2 separate regions of the Mus musculus genome follow, and region 2 is linked to region 1. A link is a contact called in public HiChIP or PLAC-seq data. All regions are on one chromosome and are shown on one strand. Each heading gives the region's core, a stretch centred on a gene start, on an enhancer-like site or on the middle of the called end of the contact. The rest is flanking DNA. Distances are from core to core; before and after follow the strand shown. Region 1 has its middle 23 kb from the start of 1700126H18Rik. Region 2 holds the start of Chrna9 (cholinergic receptor, nicotinic, alpha polypeptide 9).

Region 1 (6,845 bases), core at 1,365-3,864:
TTTCCTTTACAAATAGGAGTGGCCAATAAGTAGTTGCAAACTCATTCTCTTCTGTGACCTTGGGCAAGTTGCTTACACTCAGATCCTTAGTCCCAGATTCACTGTGGTTTAAAATAACTTAATAATGATATTGAAATGCAAAGCAACTGTGAAAGATAAAAATGACTTTTAAGTGAGAAGCTGCCCTCTCAATTTTAAAGTAAATGTTAGGCATAAGTGTACTCATTAACACTGTAGCCTAGAATTTAATATGCAAATGACAAAGTGAACTGAAGCTCTGGCCTAGCTCCAGATTCTTCTGTGACACTGACACTCGTCAAACTGGCAAGCACATTAATGTATTCTGAAAGTGTGATTGTTAAATGTATTAGTAATAAAGTTATGTGTTGTTGCCTAGCAAACCACCTTCAAAATGACTGGCAAGTTCACAGGGTCATAAATAGGGCAATGGCAGGCAGGCTGAGGTGACGGGGAATGGGGTGCTGTTGTTTTAGAACGGGATGATGGAGACCTTTGAGATGGATGCTGGTGTTGGTTACACAGTAATATGAATGCACTTATTACCACTCAGTTGTACTCTTAAAGGTGACTAAAGCTGGCCTGGGACGTGCTCAGTGGTAGGGTGCATGGTTAGCAATGGTTAAAATTGTAAATTAAATGCAACATTTTGGAATCAAATTGGGGGCAGAGCTTAGCAGGCTCAGCTCATCTCTGCTCTACATGTTATCTCCTGGGACAGTTTAACAAGGAGTATCCCTGTTGGTGGGCACTTTTAGCAGAAGACCCCTGTTCACTCTCTGGCTTCTCAGACTTGGACTCTCTTTACATGTGTCCTGTCTGTGGCTAGATGATCTAGACTTTGTGTGTGTGTGCCTTCTTTTTTCTATGCAATGCTGGGAGCCATCCACCTTGGTCCATGGCAGGCAAGGTCCCTCCTTCTGAGCTACCTTCTCACTTGGGCTTTAGGTTCTTTACAAGGCAATTAGGATCTAAGAAAATGGGATGCTCTAAACTCCTTAAGGCTTGGCTTTAAGTCCCATAAAATTAATTACCCTGCATCTGCATCTTCTTGGTTAAATGAAGCCATTGTGCTGTCACATATTCTACCCCAGAGCAAATGAGATAAGACTTTAGAAGCCAGTGGTTCCTTTAAAGCCATTATATGACAATCTCCACACACAGTCTCTGTATCAGTTTGTTATCCTGTCTCTTTACCTTGAAGCGCCTCTAATGGGGCTATTTATCTAAGACTAGCAGGGTCATGACATGAGGGTGGACTCTGGGACTTCGAACCTTAGCGTTGCCATTTGTCACAAGACCTGAATCAAGTTACTTGTCCTTTCTGTGTTTCTGCTTCGTTGATGAATAAACATTTAAAAGAAGGAAGAAAAGAAATGACCTGACTACTTCTAAAGTATGGAGAAGACTTTTAATGTAGCTATAAAGGAGAAAGCAGGCAGAGGGAAGAGTCCAGGGTGTACATGAGCAGGAAAGTGGGGGAGGGAGAGCAAGAGAGGTGCCACACAGATCAGGAGAAGCAGCAGAGCCAAGATACAGGCTGTTTTGTAGGGTTTGGGTTTGGGGAAGAGAAGCCCCGCCTCTGGGGGAGGGGTTTAGGGCGGGGCGTGAAATGATGGGAGGAGCCGCTGATACTGAGTGTGACTTGTCCCAGGTTTCTTTGAGATGTAATACTTGTCTATGAAATGAATCTGGTAATAGTATTTATGTCGTCATGCCGCTGTGAAGACTCAAAGAGTGGGTATGGATTAAAGACAAAACAAACAACAACAAGACCTGCAAACAATGCTTGAGCAAGGCAAGGCAGTACAAATCTGTAATTCCAGGACTCTGGGTAGCCAGGCAGAAGGATCGCCCCAAGTCCGAGGCAAGCCTAGGCAAAATAGTGAATGTCAGGCCAGCAATGGGGGACCTACTAAGACCTTCCCTCAAAAACAAAACAAGAACAAGCCAATGAACAGCCCCCTCCTCCGAGGCCTCTGCATCATTTCCTGCCTGGAGTTCCTGCCCTGACCTCATCACTAAACAAAACAACCCCGCCCCCTTACAAAACCGGTGTACAAAGTATGAACTATATAAGCATTTGCTATGATTATCGTTGTCAGTTGATGTTAATAAGCTTAAAAATAAATGTGGTAAGAAAGGAATATTTAAGAGGTAAATAAGAGGCTGGGAACTACCCAGGACCTCCCCGCCTCTTCAGAGTTCTCGCTTAGATTTAAATGCTGATATTTAAACGTCCGTCCTTTTGTTCTGCCCACCGGAGACAGGTCTGCATAATATGAAGACCTGCACTGAGTGTTTAAGGGCCCTAAGAGGCTAATCTGTACAGGGGTAATGGAGTTGATAGGTTTTAATCCATGTAAATTTGCAGGACTCCAAGGTTAAAGACAGGCATCTCCCCTCCCCTTTCCTCCAGATCCGCGGATAGCTGGGGCTTCTCCTAGTCCTTGGATGTCTTCCCTTTCTTTGACCTTAAACCTAAAATGGGCGTCTAAGGACCAGGAGCTCACTGTGCCAGTTGTATGGCTCTCCTCCACTGGATCGAAACAATGGCTGAGGTCAAAACCAGTCTTGTTGAACAGGTCACTGACACCTGTTGTTTACTACAGAGTTCTTTGTGAGCTCACCAGGGGATCTAATTCTTAGTTCTAGGACTACCTGGCTCAGCTCAGCTAGTTCTGTTAGCATTGTCTAAGCTCCGCCCCACAGTTACCTGGCAACAGCCGGAAGTGCCTGACTCACTATAAAAGGGGCTGCTTGCCCCACCCACCTCACTCTATTGCTTTCTCTTGCTCATCCATTCCTTCTCTCCCCATTCCCTAACCCTTTTTCTCCACTTGCTAATGGCCTGCCGGCTTCTTCTCTACTTCTCTACTCTCTCTGCCTTTCTCTGCCTCTACTGTCCTTTTAACTCCCCCTCCCCATGCCCTGATTAAACTGTATTCTATCCCGTGGTGTGGCTGGTCCCTCAGGGGGAAGCCATGCCTCCTCATGGGCTGCTAAGGCACCCCCTTTTCCTGCACCTGACGACACCTCCGTAGAATATAACTATCCCCCCCCCCCCGTCTTTTCATAAACACATCAAGTACAGTTTGCAGTACTGGCCTGGTAGTTTGGAGGGAAGATATATGGAGTATTTTATTTGAGCTAGAATGCCTGGCTTCACGTCCTGACTCTGCCTCTTACCGCACACAAGACCTTGATGGAGCCACTTAACTCTCAGTTTCTTCATCTATAAAATAGGCTTGGAATTGATCACACTATTGCTATAGGATTGACTGAAACCTCTTAACAGAGAAGAACACACAACTCTCAGAGCATTTTTAAAGAGGCTCCTGGAGGACTAGCAAGACAATTTAACAGCTAAAGACATTTGCCACCATGTCTAATGGTCTGAGATTCATCTCTCAAATGCATATGGTGACACAGAGAACTTACTCCAATGAGTGTTCTCTGATTGAATACCTGTGTGTATGTTTTCTCTCCTCTTCTCCCCTCCCCCTCCCTCTTCCCGTCTCTCTTGCTATCCCCCTCCGTCTGTCTGCCTGTTTGTCTATCTTGTCTTTCTCCCTCCTACCCCTCCCTCTCCCCCTTTCCCAATAAAAGCTTTTTTAAAAAAAAGTGGAGTGGGTGGGCTTCTGGGATACTTGGCTCCTTTTCCACCTCCTGCACTCTTGGTGTCTCATGACTTTGCCTTTTATCCTATACTCATTTTGTATGTCATATGAACTCAGCCTGGCACGCCTTTAATCCTAGCACGTGGGAGGCAGAGGCAGGCGGATTTCTGAGTTTGAGGCCAGCCTGGTCTACAAAGTGAGTTCCAGGACAGCCAGGGTGATACAGAGAAACCCTGTCTCAAAAAACCAAAAAAAAAAAAAAAAAGCCGGGCAGTGGTGGCACACACTTTTAATCCCAGTACTTGGGAGGCAGAGGCAGGTGGATTTCTGAGTTTGAGGCCAGCCTGGTCTACAGAGTGAATTCCAGGGCAGCCAGAGCTACACAGAGAAACTGTTTCTCAAAAACAAAACAAAAAGAACTCTGTCATAAGGCCTGACTCTCATCAACAGAGTAGAGAGAGATGGGAAATGAAATTATTCATGGTTTTGCTCATTCATGAGTAAAGAGAAAGCCCTCTCTTCACCATGCTCATAGCAGTGTGAGAGTGTAAAGGCCCACAGAAGCCAGGACACAGGCATGCGTAGATTGTCTTTCTCCTGGGAGGTCAGTGCTCTGGTGTTCTGCAGACTGCCCATTTTCACTCAGCATGGAATTTGCCTAGAGGAATTCTGGTTCCCTCAGGTACAAAATGACTTCAAATCTTTATCTCTAAGCTATTCCTCCTCTTCCTCCTCCTCCTCCCACTCCTTCTCTTCCTCCTCTTCTTCTTCCTCCAACATTTATTCTCTGGATAGTCCAAGTTTTCTAAATTTCGAAAGGCCTAACACCTCTGGATAGGAAGTGACACTAATTGGTGTGTGTTGGGGGGGGGGTCAGTGGGGGGCGGGGGCAGGGGGCAGGGGGAGAGAGGCCAGAGAAGCCAAAAAGTCCTTTTATAGCAAGTCAGGGTCATGCCTGACTATTGCTAGGTAACTGTTAGGCAGAGCCTAGAAGAAATGCTAACATTCCTCCATTTTGGTTTAATTAAAAAAGGAGAAACTAGAAAGAGGGTGATGGTGAAACAGGAATAGGATTGTCGTGACCTTCAGTTGTTTCCTGCTGACTTTGGGGTAATGTGTCTTTGGGAAACATGAAAATGGGGATGAGGATGTTGGTCTAGGCTTAGGAGAGTTGACTGTCTCCTTGCTGTCCAGGGTCTGTAGGACCACCTGCAGGTAGGAGGTGAAGGCCCAGTAGAAGCCTCTGTAAGAGGAGACCGGAGCTTCTGTGGGGTTTTTCTCTGGAGCTGTCCTGGATGTAGATTTTGAGTAAACACCTGGATGTGGCAAAATGCTGAAATACATATGCATATTCGAGGCAGAAAAGAAAGGTAAGTAGGTTTGGGAGAAAAACTTTTCTTGGGTGCACATTTGAAACTCTTAGGTCTTGGTGGTTGAGGGTAGGGGAGTCCCAAACCAGGGAACAGGGGAGCAACCCCACCCTCTGGAATAGGCAGCAGGTGGGAGCTTAGGCAACAGATTGGCAGGTGCGCTTCTCTGGACGGAGCCTCTTTGCTCCATGAGAGGCAGATCTGAGTGGGTTTCCTGGAGCTTAGAAGTTTACAAAAGAAATGAATCTGTTAACAGCATGAGCAGTCTTTAAGATAAGCTTAGGGAAGACAAAAACCTTTGGTGAAACAGAAGGGGGACAAAAGGGCCTTTTCCCTCTGTCTAGAAGACTGAATGTATATTAATTTAGCAAAATGAGAAGCATTTTAAGTTTACATTTAAAAGACAATCAAAGGAGACTTAATATTTTGACTTTGTGGCTATGATAGTTGATTATATAAATTTAGCATGGGAAACACCTTAAGCCTATAGTTAAAAGACAACCAAAGGAAACTTAAAATTTTAACTTGTAATTATAAAAGTGGATTGTATTGTGGAATGTTTTATTCAAGTTAGGCTAATTTATCAGAGCTCCATTGATAAATGTTACGATTCTGAACCTTTGAAGTCTCAATATAACAGTGGCATAAACAAGGGGAAGACATATGAAACATCTTGTATCTTAAATTAATTTTTACCACAGGTTAAGTTTATATGGTCTCAAGGAGCCTGGTGGCCACGCCTTTAATCCCAGCACTTGGGAGGCAGAGGCAGGCGGATTTCTGAGTTCGAGGCCAGCCTGGTCTACAGAGTAAGTTCCAGGACAGCCAGGACTATACAGAGGTCCCTAACCTTTATATCTTGTAATTACGACCTTAAAGTACCTTTTTAGATCTTTCATTTAGATCTTTATAACTTAAGCCTTTTATTTAAATATTTACCATGAGACACAGGGCAAATCACTGGGAAGCAGCCACTGCAAACTGAGTCTTCTTTTAGGAAGTAGTGGAATATTACCTCTGTGAAGGGTTGCATCTGAACTTGTGCTTTTTTTTTTTTTTTTTTTTTTGGTTTTTCGAGACAGGGTTTTTCTGTAGCCCTGGCTGTCCTGGAACTCACTCTGTAGACCAGGCTGGCCTCGAACTAAGAATTCCGCCTGCCTCTGCCTCCCGAGTGCTGGGATCAAAGGTGTGTGCCACCACGCCCGGCTGCATTTTTTTTTTATTATTATGAAGCCTGTGAGCAAGGCAAACCTATCTATTTGATAAGAGATCTGATAGTGTTAACTAGTTAAGGAATTGACTAGTGAGCTACTATGGTGGTGGATTACCTTGGGGTAAGGAACTAGTTGTCTGTTTTCTAGCTGTCAAGCAGTAGTTAGCATAGCTGTCAATGTAACCAAAAATCTGGGAAGAGTAAGTTGTAATCTAGATGTCCTATATTAATTAAAATGACAGAGGTTGGTCTAACGTCCTCTATCTAAACAGTTCTCTATGGAACACAACTCAGGCAGAGACAGCCTGGCCATCAGGCCCAGAAGATGAGAGACTTTTTTTTTCCCTGTGGATGAGGAACATGGGAAAAATGACTCACCTTGTCATAGGTAATAAGAGACATTTAATTCTCCGGGTGTCTCTGGCCACAGTCTAGGCTGGGCCCTGGCAGCAGACAAGGCAATGGAGCAGTCTTCCTCGGTGGTTATCATACCACAATCTAGGTAGAGTCCTTTGTCCCTGTGCCCATATCTCCTTGGAGACCTTTCGGGGGTCACTGTCAGGATTTGGGCATCTCTGTCATAGTAAGCTTAAATATTTAACGTTATATTTAGCGGATCTCTGA
Region 2 (5,897 bases), core at 180-2,679, 250 kb after region 1:
CAGAACACTGTATACATAATAAATAAATAAAAATCTTTTTAAAAAATTGTAGTAAAATCCACATAACCTTAAAGTACTATTTTAGGGGACTGGAAAGTTTGTACTGTTCTTTCCATTTTTTTTTTTTTTTGGTTTTTCGAGACAGGGTTTCTCTGTATAGTCCTGGCTGTCCTGGAACTCATTTTGTAGACCAGGCTGGCCTTGAACTCAGAAATCTGTCTGCCTCTGCCTCCCAAGTGTTGGGATTAAAGGTGTGTGCCAAGTATCTTGAGATAAGCTCCCAGCACCTGTCAGGCAGTGGGGAGCTGCCTGTAATTCTAGCTCAGGGTCCCTGACGCCCTCTTCCGGCTTCTGCAGTCACTGCACTAACATGCTCAAACACACAGGCATGTACATATAATAATTAAATTAAATTAAAATACTAAAACCCATCATCTTAGCCACACTATAACTGTCAGGGGCTTCCAGTCACCTACCACACTGCATAATCATCTCAATTACCTAACTCAAGGACATTTCTGTCACACCCATTGAGAAGAAAACGCCTGTTTTTCACTGTCGCCCTCACCATCAAAGGTCACTGTATACATAATAAATAAATAAAAATCTTTTTAAAAAGACTCACCATGTCCTTTATCTGGGAGAGCGTGACCTGCAGAGTGACGTTCAGCACCGCGTCCGTATCTTCTACTGGACGCAGAGCATTGGAGTAGTCTTCAAAAAGATCGCTAAACAATTTCTGGGCATACTTTCCATTTGCTGTCTCTACGGCTGTTCAAAGAGAAGCACCTGGATCAGCGTTTCAAAATAAGACCAGCTCTGGGGTCAAAATGAGGGATGGAGCCACACAGCTAGGGTAGCTTTGGAATGAGTGGATGAGCTCTTTCTTTCTTTCTTTTTTGGCTGGTCTTACCCACCCTGATGATCAAGAGTCAGAAAGAGGCTGAGCACGCCCATGTGCTCTTGTCTTTCTAGCCCTACCCCATCTCTCACCAAAAGGCTCCAGAGGAGCCCATATGGAGCACTGCGCTAGCCTCTCACCTTTGATTCCAGAAGCAGCAAAATACATCCAGCAAAAGGAGATGCAGGGATGGGGCCGGTTCATCCTTTCCCAACATGTAGAACGTCCCAGCCAGACAGCGAGGACTCCCACTTCTGTCTACAAAGCACCCTCACTGCCACAGTCACAAAACAGATGGAGACTGCCCGCCCTCCCCTCTGGTAAGCTGAGACTGTGGCTCCAGTGACCTTAATGCCAAGAGCTCCGGGGAGGCCGGTAAGCAGGACTGCACTTGGGGAGGTATCATAGCGCATGCAGTTGATTTGGCTTGAAGGCAGAGGGTGCCGAATCCAAGGGAAGCCGAATGACTGGAGACGCAGCTGACACCCAGGGACCACCCCTGCCTTTCTAGCAGCATTTGGAGGCGGAGGGGAAACAGCTGTAGATGGTTGAGCCTCTTCGCTCCCTGTTTCTGAACACCTTTCCATTGTCCCACTGGCATGGATGCTGCGGAGTAAGCAGGTGGGGATAGAGGTGCTGGATGGGAGGAGAAGTTTGAGCTTCTTGGCCATTCTGAGCATCCCTGAATGACAAGACTGACTAGGGAAAATAACAATTCTGTTTGATTTAAAAGCTACCGACCCACACCTATGCAAACGGCACAGCATGGCGGATGTACTAGTGACTGATTTAAAAGCTACCGACCCACACCTATGCAAACGGCACAGCATGGCGGATGTACTAGTGACTGATTTAAAAGCTACCGGCCCACACCTATGCAAACGGAACAGCATGGAGGATGTACTAGTGACTGATTTACACCTCTGCTCAGCTTTGCAGACTCGGAATGTGTCCATTTACCAAGTCAACCAGGCTTTTCCAGCTCTAACAAAACATGGTTCAAAGGCTAACCTAGATCCTATGAAACTGACCTTCCGACCAACGTTTTGCTGTGTTATTGTTCACCACAATGCATCTCCTTTTCTTTCTTTCTTTCTTTCTTTCTTTCTTTCTTTCTTTCTTTCTTTTTTAAGATTTATTTATTATTAGATCTAAGTACACTGTAGCTGTCTTCACCAGAAGAGGGCGTCAGATCTCATTATGGATGGTTGTGAGCCACCATGTGGTTGCTGGGATTTGAACTCAGGACCTTTGGAAGAGCAGTCGGTGCTCTTAACCACTGAGCCATCTCTCCAGCCCACATCTCCTTTTCATTGAAATGTTATTTTATATAATTTCATCCACTTTTCACATAACTAATTTTGTACACACACACACACACACACACACACACACACACACACACACACGTCAACTTCCAATTGCATCCAATTGTAGTATGGGAACTTGCCTGGGGAAGCTGCCTTGGAAACAGAATTAAGATAATTTGGCTGCCTAGGATCAGAGCAAGGAAATTGGATAGCTTGATTTGATCAGGTTACAGGCAGCTGTGAGTCACCCTGTTTCTCTTCAGGAATATATCCTCCACATGGAACAGACACCCTAGCCGTCAGCTACGTGGGTTTCTAATTATCCACCCACATCTGCTCTTTAAGACGACATTATTTCCCTCACTCTCCAGTCTCAGTCATCAGGTGACACAAGCCCTGGGCCCTAGGATCATGCGTCCTTCCACAAACAACTGCTTTCCGATCTCCAAGACTGCATATGCTTTTGGGGTTGTGTTTAATAGCTTGTTTTCCAGTGGGGAAACCAAAGTCCCGAGGTGCACACTGGCCTGTTTCCAGCATCTGGTGGCCAGTGATGGGATTCAGGCCACCTACCCTAAACTGTTATACTGGCAACAGGAACATGCCTGGCTAGGTTTTCAACAGTTCTGCTTTGGATGCGCAGAAGTGATACATTGTTTTCAGGCTAAGACTCTTTCTGCCTTGCCTTCTGCTTCTTTTATCTCCCACAGGAGTCGGAGCAGGCTCTGATAAGTGGAGCTCAGAGAACACTTGGTACTAGCTGCCCTCGTGGCTGCTTTTGGTCACTTGTGGTCAACTCAGTTCATTCTGTGGGTCCCTTAGAATGAAAAAGGAAATAATGATGGTGCAAGCTGATGGTCAGGTCCTAATGGTAACAAAATGCTAATTAAGCCAATGGTTTTTTTTTTTTTGGGGGTGGTGGTGGTGGAGATTGTGTCTTGAGGCCAAGATGCTAACGAATACAAACTAAACTTTTAAATTCTGATATTGTTTCTGGTCTTTCACTAAGATAAAGTACAAATTCCTTCCAAAAATCACTAGGGGAGGGCTGGGGAAATGGTCCAGCAGGCAGTGCATATGCCCCAAGCTTCAGATCTCCAGAACCCACAGGTAGTGCATCTGTAGTTCTGTACTCCTGAGAGGTGGAGATGGAGGACTCCCTGGAGCCCAGGGGCCTGCACTGAAGAGCAAAGAGATTCGGCTCTAAGTACAGGAGCAGCACTCACAGTTGTCCCCTGACTTCCAAAAGCGTGCAGGACACACATGTATCAGCACTCGAATGTAAATGCATGCACATGTACATATACATGCACACACAATATGCAGACACACATAAATCACACGGGGTGGGGGGAGGGAACGACCACCAAATATAAACTCCATCCCTCCATCAATCCCAAGTCATTCTAATCAGAGACCTGGAACTCTTGTTTCCAGGACATTCAGTGGCAGAAGAAATTAGTTGAATTTACTGTGTAAGATTCAATAAGGCAGGGCTGGAGAGATGGCTCAGTGGTTAAGAGCACTGACTGCTCTTCCAGAGACAGCTACAGAACACACACACACACACACACACACACACACACACACACACACACACACACACATATGTATATATGTGTGTGTGTATGTATATGTATGTATAATCTTAAAAAAAAAGATTCAATAGGTTTGAAAAGCAGACAGATAAGATAGCCTTGAGCCTTAGAAAGGATTGGTTTTGTTCTGTTTTGGGTTTTGTTGTTTTTTAAATGTGGACTTGGACCTGGTCTATAGCCGAAACTGGAAGTTCTGCTCCTCCTGCTTCTACCTCCCCGATTCTGGGATTGTAGGCATGTGCCATCTTGCCGGACTAGCTAGCTGAGAAACTTAGAGCAGAGTGCTTGGTCTCTTCATGCCTCCATTTCTTCATTTATAAAATGGGGGTGATTTTAACATTGGCTACCTCTTAGAGGTTTTTTTGAGGAATAAGTGAGTTACTTCATAGTGTTCTAAAAACACTACTTGATTATAAAACTGTTAAATAAGTAAAAAATTACTGGGGAAAGTGCATTCTAATATAAAAATATATAATAATATATTTATATGTATAAGCTAGAGCTAAAATATGTATTATTTATTTATTTATTTATTTATTTATTTATTTCTCTTTCTCTCCCTTCCAGTAAGACCTCTTCTCTCATTCCCTCTCTGGATCTCTGTCTCTGTCTCCCACCCTAAGTGTCTCAACAGACCTGGCTAGAAAACAGTTGCTTTATCTGACAATCAGCTCATACTTTGGGTGGTAGAATTTCACTCCTGCTATATTCTTGTTGTCCTTTTAAAAGAGTATTTGTAATGTGGATATATGTGTGCATGTATATGAGTGTGCATGTATATGAGTATGCATGTATGTGAGTGTACATGTGTGTGCATGTATGTGAGTGTGCATGTGGGCATGTGAGTGTGCATATGAGTTCCCCTGGAGGCCAGAAGAAGGCATTCCAGGTGCCTCGAGTGATGGGAATCGAACTGGTTTCCTGGACGAGCAGCAAGTGCTCCTAGCTGATGAGCCATCGCTCCAGGCCCTGGTTGTCATCACAATGTTACTCTTACTGTTAGCTATCAGTAGAGTTATTTATTTACTTGTGTAGTAATATTTGTGGGTGAATAAGAGATGTTGAGACAGGGTGTTATGTAGCTTCAGATCAACCTTGAGCTCCTGTGCAGACAAAGTATTACAAATGAGAGCCAGCATGGAGTAGTGTGGTCCATTTGTACGCTGTGCATTACCCAGTCTAAACCTATCATAGAGATGAGCAAACCCTTCCTGTAAAAAAACCAAAAACCTGAACAGTAAATATTTCCAGCTTTGCACCATCTGGTCTCTGTAAGAAGCGCTCCTCTGGAGGGTGTACTGTGAAAGCCGACGAATGGAGAAATGGATGAGTGTGCCTGAGCTCTGATAGGACCTTATGTACAGCCAGGCACAGTAGTTCTGATAGGACCTTATCAGGCACAGTGGCTCCTATGCCAGTGATCTCAGCATCCGGAAGGCTGAGGCAGGAGGATTGCTGGATTGCAGCAGGGGCCAGGCCAACCATGTTTCAAAAACCAAAACACACTAACGGTACTCAGGCCAAGTACACTAGGGTTCAGTGCTCCCATGAAGAAGGGACATTGCCTACAGGAAGAAAAGAGTTTCGGTACACACACACACTCACACACACACTCACACACAGTCACACTCACACACAGTCACACTCACACACACAGTCACTCTCTCTCACACACACACACCAGCATGGACGGGTACAAGGGTGAAGATGCACACCATCTTCTACACAGGCTCCATACATAGGAAACTTTCTAATGAAGAATTAGAAATACAAGGGGCTAAAGAGCACATGGCAGCCCCTCACCCCCACCCTGTGTGATGTGTGGAGGCTGCACAAACCTCTCTCAGCCATTAGAATGTCAGGGCAAGGAAGAAGACTGCTCCAATATTGGTTACACACCCAGCGATGTCTGGAGCTGTGTTACAGGCAGCGGTGGGGACCCCAGGAATCAGAGCCCAAAGCTGGAGCATGGAACGCCACAGCTTTACTGAGGTAGCGAGTTCCTGGGTGCTGTTCTGCTTCTAGGATTGTGATCCCCTTCCAGCCATCCTCCAGTTGTACCCCAAATCCATAGTCTGAAGGGAGCTA

What was found. HiChIP or PLAC-seq counts read pairs in DNA pulled down with a chosen protein or histone mark.
Region 2: a contact with region 1 is called in an H3K27ac HiChIP or PLAC-seq map of embryonic stem cells, with 16 read pairs. The contact joins the promoter of Chrna9 here to the enhancer-like site in region 1. A contact is called at or near these places in 3 of 39 promoter capture datasets (embryonic stem cells, hematopoietic stem and progenitor cells and neutrophils), 6 of 484 Hi-C or Micro-C datasets (all in embryonic stem cells), 11 of 115 datasets of contacts at active chromatin or transcription factors (embryonic stem cells and epiblast stem cells) and 3 of 9 other capture datasets (adipose tissue, embryonic stem cells and liver).

Annotation. Positions count from the first base shown.
Region 1 is chr5:66,210,495-66,217,339 of GRCm38.p6, reverse strand. No RefSeq gene overlaps it. Among named protein-coding and RNA genes, the nearest start is that of 1700126H18Rik, 23 kb to the right of the region's middle. Within about 2 kb of position 2,614, at least 32 of the 459 cell types and tissues checked have an H3K27ac peak or open chromatin away from gene starts, as enhancers often do. A contact at or near this core is called in embryonic stem cells, epiblast stem cells and liver, where this site is marked.
Region 2 is chr5:65,962,656-65,968,552 of GRCm38.p6, reverse strand. Chrna9 (cholinergic receptor, nicotinic, alpha polypeptide 9) reads right to left here and starts at 1,429. Exons shown (of 5, transcript NM_001081104.1): 1 at 1,042-1,429; 2 at 626-771. The coding sequence starts at 1,105.